Regions from separate parts of the Mus musculus genome. Here region 1 is linked to region 2. A link is a contact called in public promoter capture Hi-C data. All regions are on one chromosome and are shown on one strand. The core of a region is the stretch at or near the end of the contact, and the rest is flanking DNA. Distances in the headings are between cores, read along the strand shown.

Region 1 (4,880 bases), core at 339-2,838, 96 kb after region 2:
CCCCACAGCTGTCCAGTTGTCTGTCCTTGTTACTGTGTACCTCAGCTGTCTGTACTTCCTATCACACACTCCAGTTGCTGTTACCAATTGATACCCAGATTGCTTTGTGCTGGAAGCCCCTCCTGTTTATCTACCCCACCTCTCCAGGTTATAAGCACTGGGGCATCAGGGTCATGTTTTCCTCACCCACTACTGGGTCTCAGGGCTGGGTAAACAGTAAATGCTTAATATATGCTTTTGGAGTCAACTAATGTCTGGGTTTTTGGTCAGGCTTTGTGTTAGTGCTCAGTTCTAAAGTGGAGAGGTTGATTCTCCTTCTCTCTGTTCTTCTGGCTTTCGCCTTCTCTCCCTCTCTCCTTCTTTCCTTTTCTCCTCTTTCTCTGTTCTTCTTCCAACCCCTCCACATTTGTCCCTCTCCTTCCCTTCCTATTCCCTCATCTTTTATCGTATGAATAACATTTTGTCTCCTGGGGGAGATGTGAACACGTGTCTACTCGTCTCAGACAGGGCCAACAGCCAGGAAAAGCAAGGATCCCGCCAAAGTCCAACTTGATGAAGCACTGAGTGTCACTGTGTTACAGATAGGAATGTGGGTCAGGGCTCACTTAACAGGAACAGAAATGGCTCAAATACAGCTGTATCACCAAAGCCTGGCATGGATGGTGGGCGACTCAGGAAAGCTGCCTTCAGGCAGCTCTGAAAGGTGGACAGTTGTCTCTTCTAGGTGCCTTGTCCTGTCTGAACCTCTTCTGGGCAGTTCAGCTTGTCTTGAGAGCGGTCACCAGTAGTCCTTACAGCTTGTGCTTGGGGAGGGCAGTGCCTAGAGAATCTGGTCTGTTTCAGGAACTTCCTGCATATCTCCTGTTGTTTCCTGAGCTTCACGGGCTTTTCTGTAGGCTAGAATGCTTCACCTCCACTTAGCACATCCTATGTCTTAATGAGCTTCCTTCCAAGGTGGAAGGTTTCGTCTTAAGGGAAATTGCTACACAGCACCCTCTTTCCCCCTCCCTCTGCCTTCTCTCCCTTCCACTATCTTCTCCCCTCACCCCTGTTTCCCACCCCTGTTTTTGACACAGGGTCTCACTGTGGTTCCCTGGACAACCTGGAACTCACTCTGTAGTCCATGCTTACCTCAGAGTTTAGCCATCCTTTGCTCTGCCTCCTCTTCCTGAGCGCGGAGATTACAGGTATATTCCACCACACTGGGATTTCATTTCTGATTTTTGGTTGGAGAACCCAAGGCAGGATGACCTGTCCAAGGTCCCCCTGCTTACCAGTTTCAGCTGGGAGTCACCAGACACCTAGTTGTGGAAGGCGTACTGGGGTGTGAGGTGACAGGGAAAGAAGAGGAAGTCTGATTCCCAGAATGCTTTAGACTCATGCTGAAGAGTTGGGTCATCAGCTCCTCAATTCAAAGCTCTGGACAGGATGAGCAGCGTGACCACCCGCTCTGGGAAGCCTCAGGGAGCTAGCTGGAGTCTGAAAGATTACAGGGCTGAAGGAAGGCAGAGAGCCATGCCTCTACCCCTTGTCTATCTTCCCCAGCCAGGCCTGGTAACAGGCATTTCCTGTTTCCGGCCATCTCCTGGGTTTGGGTTGTGGGTGTGGAAAGCGCAGAAGGCAGAATTTGTGTTGAGTCTGGGCCGCTTTCTCCCAGCCCCCAAGAGAGGCCACTGTCCTTACTGCTACTTCCTTGAACAGAATTCTCTCTATTTTGGGCAGAGGCACCAAAAGCCAACTTCCGGCTTGATCACAGTGCCTGGCTCCTGATTTGCCTAAAGCCTTCTTGCTTGTCTAGCGCCATGGTCTTCTTTCGTCCCGGAGGATAAGGGAAGCAGAGGGGTTGTCCCTATAAAACAAGGAAGAATTCTCCTTCCACGTGCCTCCTACAGTGAGTGGCTTCCTGTCCTTCATCATCTTTTCACATGCCTTACGGTGCCAGGAAGTTCTTCTGGTGGTCTAACCACAGTCACCGTGCTTTCTGAAGGAGCCCAGCTCTCTAACTAGCTACTCTGAAGCGGTGGAAGGGGTTATGAATCATACTCCTTTTGGAAGAGTCATGTGACTTGAGGGAAGGCAGTCTCAAAGCTCAGCTGATTCTCTGAGGTTAGGAGGGGGATTTCCTTCCTTAGGCCACACAGACCTAAGGCCAGACATCACCTCTGGTGTTGGTCTGCCAGCCCTGTCTGCCTGTCTATGGCCCACAGGACTTCTGAGTGCTGTATATAATGGTGTATATAATTTCTGTGATATGCTGGTCCCTGTTATGTCCCCGTGAGGCCTGGGCGAGGGGGCTGTGGTGGCTCAATGTGGTTCAGGAGCTAGGGTAGAGCAGGAGTGGGGCTGGGTTCTGTGTGTTTCTCCACACTCCTGCTTTTACATGTGTGACTCTGGCAGGTGACAGCCCTGTGACAAGCCTCAGTTTTCCCACCTGTCAGATAGAAGTCCTTTGTTTAGCCATTTCGTCTTTCACTTGTGCGTGTGTGTATTTGTATGCATTTGTGCATGTTTATTATTACTATTATATTGTGTGTGTGTGTGTGTGTGTGTGTATGGGTGCAGATGCCTGAGGAGGCCAGAAGAGGGCATTGGATCCTCCTGAGTTGGACTCACAAGTGTGTGTGATATGGGATGGAAACCAAACTTGACTCCTCTGTGAGATGGACAGTGCCAGCACCCCTGAACATTCTCGTGGGTTTAAGCATTGAACCCAGGGCCTTGCTTTAGCAATTGAGTTGCCTCTCAGACCTCCTTCAATAACTTAGAAATTAGAGCATATTTTTTTTTTGGCAGTTTGGTCTGTGTACATATGTATTTTGATCATGGCCGCTCTACTCCCTTGTCTTTTTTGTGTTGTTGTTGTTGTTGTTTTTTTTTTTTTGTGTGACCCAGTGAGTTGAATTAGAGTTTGTGACAGGAGTCAGGGTGAGGGGTCATGTACCAGTGGCTGCAACACTGAAGAAAATGCCTCTCCCTTCCCTGGAAGCTGTTAGCTGCCTACAAATCCCCAGGGAGGAGTGGGTCCTCATTTGACTCCCCACTCCTTCAACACAACAACTTCTCTTGAGCTCCACCCCAGCCCCAGGTCTTTAAATAGTTGTCCACATGGAAGAGCGAGCCCTTGAGTGACCTGTGGCCTTAGGTAATGGTGGAGTGTCATGTAGGGTTGATGACTGTCACAAGTGGACCAGTTGTCTGTGGGGAGTTGATGGTGCTGAGGCTGTATACATGGAGACAGAGCTCCATTTGGCTGACAATCCAAGATAGCTGAAAAAAAATAGTTTAAATCTGGGGCTGTGCCTCAATGGGAAGAACATGTGTCCAGTGTGCACAGAGTCCTGGGTACCAGCCACAGCATCCAATGACTCCTGTCATGCCCAGCAAACCAAGAATACTTCCTTATCCTTGGCTGTACAGTGAACTTGAGGCCATCCTGGGCTGTGTGAGAATCTGCCTCACAAACAGAAAGAAGGACTGTAGAGAGATGGTTTGAAGGAGAAAGTGTGCAGGCTAGTGTGCAGACTGGAGCTTCATTTCCTAGAACCCAGTGGAAAGCCAGGAGGGGAAGTGAGGCAGTCCTGTGATGAGATGGGACTCGGAGACAGGGGAGTCCCTAGAGGCTCCTCTCATGTGACTGGTGAATTCACTGAGGTCCCATTGTCACTTCAGACAGTTATGACATGGTATGATCAATACCATGCATTTATTAGTAGAGACTTAGACACTGGAACATGTAGGTTGATGGAGAACTGTGCACATCATGGTGATGCGTGTGATTGATGGGAATGGAGAGGGTGATAATGGTGATAATGGTGATGATGGTATTGATGGTGACAGTGATGGTAGTGGTGACGGTGATGATGATGATGATGGTGATCATGACTGTGATGACAATAATTTCCAGATACTGAGGGCTCACACCAGGTCAAGCTCTTTGAATGGCTCTATCACTGCATTACCAGATACTGTAGACAAGCTCTTCCTGTATTTGTATTATCTCCGCTTACCTGCTTATCAGTGTGTAACAAATAATTCTATAGCTTGGTAAGTATGATTCTCATAAAGCTCTTTGGCTCAATAATTCTGAAGTGGCTTAGCGGGACAGTTCACCCTTGAGGTCACAGCCAAATGTTAGATGAGGCACTTGATGGTCATTGGGTAAGTCATTTGAAGATCCACTTCTCAAGGTGGTTCAGCCATGCAGAACCTCAGATCTTCTCCACAGCACTGATTGGGCAGCCTTACCACATGGCTGTGGTTAAGTGATGCGAGAAGTCAAAGAGAACGAGCAAGGCCGCAGCGCCCAGTTATCAATACTTCCACCAATACTCAGTCATGTGCAGCGAGCTGCCTCAGCATGGGAGGGGCTACAAGAGAGGCTACTGCATTTTCTTCACAGACACTGGGAGCTGGGCCCCATGATGGCCAGCGTAGGGGCTGGCGGCCATTATCGCACTGTTGGAATAGCTGTAGATTTATGATGACAATTCTCCGGGACAGAAGAGATGTCACAGTTGGTCAAATGCTGACCTGAGGACCTGGGTTTGGATCCCCAGCACCCACATAAAAGGTGGAAATATACCTGCAATTCCCAGCACTGGAAGGGGAGTTAGCCAGACAGCCTAGCTAATTAGGGAGTTGTGGCTCACTGAGAGACTCTGCTTCAGTAAATAAACTGGAGAGTGATTGGGGAAGACATTCAATGTCAAATTGGTCTCAGCTCGCACACACAGCATACCTGCACATACATACAAACACAAGATTTCTGATAATTTTTAATATCTTGCAAGGCCAGCAGTCCCACATGATTTTTTTTTTATTGTCAGAACATCTTGCTTAGTTTTTATACTTCTATGACTTGCTATCCAATTTTAATAAAT
Region 2 (5,385 bases), core at 2,818-5,317:
ATGCAGCGGATGGATGGGAGAGGCCAGAGTGTGGTGGCAAGTCTGGAGCCCCAAGTCCTGCCAACATGGTCCTGATGACACTCTGGGAAGGTTTCTTGCCTCCAGCTCAAAACCCAGAAAGCCGAAATCTCAGTGTTTGCATCAGAAGCATAAATACCCCAGCTTGATTCTTTCTTCCTGAATATCAGGCAAATGAGCTGACCCCTCGCTCCTGGGCTCCACGCCCCAAGTCTCCAGGTCTCTGATTTGAAGATTGCCCAAAGCAGGTCAGCAGTCTACACCGCCCCGAGCACTGCAGAGTTCAGGGCTCCTTAAAGGGAGGACTTCAAACCCTATTGCTGGGTTTGAGGTGAGTCCTGGAGAGGTCCCTCCACAAAATACATTGTCACCGCAGCCTTCAGACCATGAAAGCTCCGAAATAGGACCTGGTGCCGTCACGTGGTCTGACCAGGCGGTTTCCAGGCACGCGGACCACCACCTCTTCCCCAGCCTCCAGATGTACCACGCCGCCCAGGAAGCTGCTGTCCCACCAGACTCGGGAGCTGTTGGCCCGGCCACAGGGTGACCGCCGACTGACCAGCAGTTCTAACTCCTTCGGGTAGCGGGATGTGCGCTTGTATAGTCCATGGGTGATGGGGAGGCCATTGGCCAGCCCCTGGGGGCAGCCCACGCCGCTCAGCTGCACTTTGGAGTACACATAGTAGTAACCGGGCTCCATGGTCACCAGGGCCCCATCATGATACGTCAAGCCCCTCAAGAAGGCCAGGCCAAGTCGTGTCTCCCATAACAGAGGTCCACCAATACCTATCAAGCTGGCGTTGGCTCCTGGGAGGAAAGGAGAGAGAAAGATAACCCGTCAGCACGGTTAGCATTGTGCCCACCCTTTCTGTGTGACCTTATGCTAGTTCCCTCTGGTTTCACCACCATAGTAGGCTGCTTGTCTGGGTTGACTCAGCCCATTCCTATCTTGCAGGGGGAAGAAACTGAGATACAGGAAAGCAAGCAAAGTAATTTGGTGGTTGTGTCTTAACTCCGTTCATTCCCATCTCCTTCTGCAAGGGTAGACACTGAAGCACTGAGGAGCAAAGTCACTTGAATACCAAAGAGGAAACTGAGGCACAAGGTATTGAAGCTTCCTAGTGAAATGTCAAAAAAATTTTTTTTAAATGGGGTTAGGATTTAGGAGGTGGAACACTCGCCCAGCATGCCGAAGGCTGTACATTCCAGCCCCAGTACCAAATAAATCAGGTGTAGTGGTGACATCCAGATCTTGGGACGTCGAGTCTGGAGGATCAAGAGTTCAAGGCCAGTTTAGGCTACATGAGACTCTATCTCAAAAAGTGTGTGTGACTGTATGTTTGTGTATATGTGTGTGATGTATGTGTTATATATATGTGTGTGTGTGTGTGTGTGTGTGCCCAGAAGTCAAAACCAGGCAACTTCCTCAGTTTCAACCTCTGTCCACCTTAGTTTTGAGGCAGAGTCTCTTATTGACCCTGGAAGTCCCCTGTTTGTCAAGGCTGCTGGACAGCAGGTCCTAGGGACCTCTCTGCCTGTCTCTGTCTCCATGACTGTCACAGGAGTGTGTGTCTGTCTGAATCTGCCTCTGTAACTGTCACGGGAGTGTGTGTTTGGCTTTTGGCTCAGATGTTGAGTCAAAAGTGGCTAGCAATTTGCACATGGAGCCACCTCCCTATCTCCCACATCATGTTTCAAAAATAGTTTTTAATTACAGCATACTTTATGTGTATTCTTGTTAGTTTCTTACTTGTTAAATTATAAATTAAACTGTCTATGCCAAAAGAAAAACCAGTATATACAGCTGGGTGTAGTGGCCCACGTCGTTAATTCCTGTTAATTCCAGTACTCAGGACAGAGGCAGGTCTACCCAGGCAGCCCAAGCTACACAGAGAGACCCTGTCTCCAAAACCAAAACCAACCAACCAATCAACCAACCAACCAACCAACCAACCAACCAACCAAACAAACAAACAAATATAAACTGTGGTAGGTCTGAGTCCCAACATCTTCTGAGGCCTCCAAGGACCTTGGGATGTGTCCCCATGACTAGCAGGGTGAAGAGTTGACTTTACATGGCTCCCTGTGGCTCTTCTCTGGGCTGTTTTTTAGTAAACACTGAGAAAAAAAAAAGTGACCGGCAAGATGGCGCAGAGAGTAAAGGTACTTAGAGCCAAGCCTGATGGCTGAGATCAGTACACGGAGGCCAAAAGGTGGAAGGAAAGAATCGTTCCCCTGAGAGTTTTCTGACCTCTACACTATGGCATGCACATGTGCAATAATAAATGAATAAAAAGAAGTAAATGTCAAAAAAAATTTAAAGACACACTAAATGAATGCATAAACGAGTGCTCTAACTTATAAAGATCTGAGTCTCCCAGGACATGCTAAACCCCATTCCGTGTGAAGATCTGGGGTCCCTCTCACCTGTAAGATGTGCTGCTGGGTTGGCCTGGTGAGATCGTTGATCTGAGGAAGAGAGTCAAAGGTTAGAGACAAAAAGAGGATTGTGTGTGTGTGTGTGTGTGTGTATGTGTGTGTGTGCACGCATGTCTCAGTGTGTGTGTACCCGAAGTTTCTCACACATCAATTGAGGCTACCTGTGTCAGGCTCTGTCCCTTTTGGACCCAGATTTCTGCTTCTCTGGCCCTGGGGGAGGGGCACCTGCGAGGCCTACAATGTGACACTGGGTGATGACCCAGAGTTGGTGTGGGGAGGTGCTGAGCGGAAACCATTCCACCTGCTTCAAAGGGACTGGGGCCCAAACTCACCTTGTATCAGCTTCTCCCAGGAGCCTTTGCCTCCATCCTGAAATGCAGACAGGGATGTTTGGTAAGGACATGCCGCTCCGAGTCTCACTGGTATGTGGTGATGAGACTGTCTGGCCATGGCCACAGACACCACCCATGGACATGTATGCAGAGCCACACATGCACATATCACATACATACACACAGATGCAGGGGGAGGGGCACACACCTAATTAGATCTGTTGTATTTCCAAGATAGGCTCTCATGTAGCCCAGTCTGGCCTCAGACTTGCTAAATAGCCTAGGATGACCTTGAACTCCCTCAGTCTTCTGCCTCCCCTGCCCAAGTGCTGGGATGAGGAATTAACTAGTCAAGTCGAGTGTCTGAAATGCTTGAGACTAGAATTGTTTCGGAACTGTTTTCGAGGTTTTTGGATAGTTGAGGGCCGGTGAGAGGGCTCAGGCGGTAAAAGTGCTTGCTGCCAAGCCTGGCTACCTGAGTTCAGTCCCTAGGACCCTCCACAAAGGAAGGCACAGAGAAGTGATTCCATAGAGGTGTTCCACATACATGCTGCGGCACATGCATACTTTTTCATGTCTACACACTAAATAAGTAAATGTAATTAAAAAAAAAAACTTAAAAAGAAAATATAGGCAAAGACTCGGGAGCATACTGTGACACACCCATGGCTTGTCTGAAAGGAACAGTGAGCAAGCACATGAGAGAGCTGCGAGTGAAGCAGGGTGACCATGAAGCCAGTGGTGGACAAAGGTTTGGGCTGGAAACAACAACCGAGTAGGTGAATCCCAAGGAAACTGCCGGGCACTGCACGTGTATCAGATCCTCATGTAAAGATGAGAAGACTGAGGGTCAGAGAGACAGGCTAACCGAAGCCCTGGGTTCTAGCACACAATACACAACCATAAAGGGACAGGTACTGGAGAAGACTCGCTGGTTCCCCAAGCCCCACTTACTGGCAGATGAGCTACTATGTCTCCAAGACGTTGATGCAGTCTCAGGAGAAACCAGCCCTGAGTGGCCAGCCCAGCACCTAGCAGCAGCACCAGGGCCAGGCTGACCTGGACAGTGCCACAGCGCCGTCTCCGGTGGTTCTGTTCCAGCCGCCTGAATGGGATGTCCGTCTGTCCATCCACCACAAACACTGAAGGCTGTACCACACTCTCCATGCCAGAGCAGCTGAGGCTCCGAAGCCCAGGGAAAGGGTTGGCAAGCCTGAGTTCCTCCTCTCCGGAGGAAACCACAATTGCCCAACACGCTCGGGCTGTGCAAACTGCAAAAGGTTCCTGTCACCCCTAGGACTCACTTTAAAGCTGAAGTCTGGTGCCTCCCCTTTCCTCACGTACCTCCTCTTCTTCCTGTGCCCCCAGAAGGCCCAGCCCCCGGTCGATCACTCTCACTGAGGCCACCATAGCTCACACTTTCCAGAAAATGTGACTCAGGTGGGATGGATGGGGCAGCCCCTGCTCCGATGTACTTGGTGGCTTTTGTTTCCCTCAGAGGAGCTTCTGTGGGTTCCATGCAAGCATCTTGCACCGCACCTGCATTTGCACGCGCTGACAAGCAGAGGCCTCTGTGTTTGCTTTAGTCTGTGCATATGGGTGCAGGTGCTTGTACAGATGCACGGTTCGTGGATGTGTGCACACAGGTGTAGATGTTCTGATATGTGTCTGCAAGTGCTGGAACAAGCACACAGGCATTTCCTGATGTGTGTGCAGGTCCATATATGGACACACACACACACACACACTACAGTGTCTATCATCTATTAGCACATGCACACATGAACCTCAGATGTGTTCATATGTGTGTCCACTGGAGACGGTGCTGGGGTAGATTTTCAGATACCACCTTGTCCCCAAATCTTCAGCTTGGACCTTACCCCCATCAGACACCCTCCCAGATACTGAGGACTTGGGGGTTCAGTTAGAAGACTCACCAGCGCCCCTTCTCAATGTCAATGGCCCCCATGCTGTAGTGTTTGTCTTGACACAGGGCTGGCAATGCTGTGACCACAGAACCCCAGTGCTCTGCCACGCTGCTGATTCATGGCTTCTCTAACCAGGGTTCCAGGGGAAGTACTGCTGAGACTCCTGTCCCCCTGCAGGACCCACCCATCCACCTGCCTCAGCAACAGAGCCCTTCAGAGGAAGCCCAGGTCTGTGAGGTGCTGAAGGGATGTGTGCTGTTGACATGAGCTTGTCAACAACTCCAGAGCCTCAGACCCAGAGGGAAACATAGCCTTCTCTTCTGGTCCACGCATGGATGTGCATGTCGCCAGTGTGTGTAGAATGTGTTCACCATCCTCCCCCTTGAGTGCTGACGCATGAACATAGCTCCCTTCCAGGGACAGTTCTTATGGAGACTAACTCAACCTGCCTTCCCCATCCCATTGTGCATATAAACCCTGCCTCCTTGCTTAACTGTATGTAATAAGTTGCCTTTTTCAGTGGTAGGCAATAACCCCACTTCTCCACTCGACTCTATATAATAACGTGCTAAGAGAACTCGTGTGCAGAAGGCCCAGATCACATGACCCCAGGATTCCTGGATGTCTGTGTTTGTCGTTTCTTCATCTCTTTGCTGTTGCCCAACTCA

Evidence for each region. Promoter capture Hi-C pulls out the DNA fragments that hold promoters and counts their contacts.
Region 1: a contact with region 2 is called in a promoter capture Hi-C map of macrophages, with 6 read pairs. The contact joins the enhancer-like site here to the promoter of Tnfsf14 in region 2. A contact is called at or near these places in 2 of 39 promoter capture datasets (liver and macrophages), 1 of 15 datasets of contacts at CTCF or cohesin (CD8 T cells), 1 of 484 Hi-C or Micro-C datasets (nephron progenitors), 4 of 115 datasets of contacts at active chromatin or transcription factors (CD8 T cells, the HPC-7 cell line, bone marrow-derived macrophages and 1 more) and 2 of 9 other capture datasets (adipose tissue and liver).

The regions. Positions count from the first base shown.
Region 1 is chr17:57,288,898-57,293,777 of GRCm38.p6, forward strand. All of the region lies in intron 1 of Vav1 (vav 1 oncogene), which reads left to right. Among named protein-coding and RNA genes, the nearest start is that of Vav1, 12 kb to the left of the region's middle. Within about 2 kb of position 1,589, at least 133 of the 459 cell types and tissues checked have an H3K27ac peak or open chromatin away from gene starts, as enhancers often do. A contact at or near this core is called in CD8 T cells, the HPC-7 cell line, adipose tissue and 4 more, where this site is marked.
Region 2 is chr17:57,190,114-57,195,498 of GRCm38.p6, forward strand. Tnfsf14 (tumor necrosis factor (ligand) superfamily, member 14) reads right to left here and starts at 4,068. Exons shown (of 4, transcript NM_019418.3): 1 at 3,744-4,068; 2 at 2,790-2,826; 3 at 2,446-2,487; 4 at 1-825. The coding sequence starts at 3,956. The coding sequence ends at 398.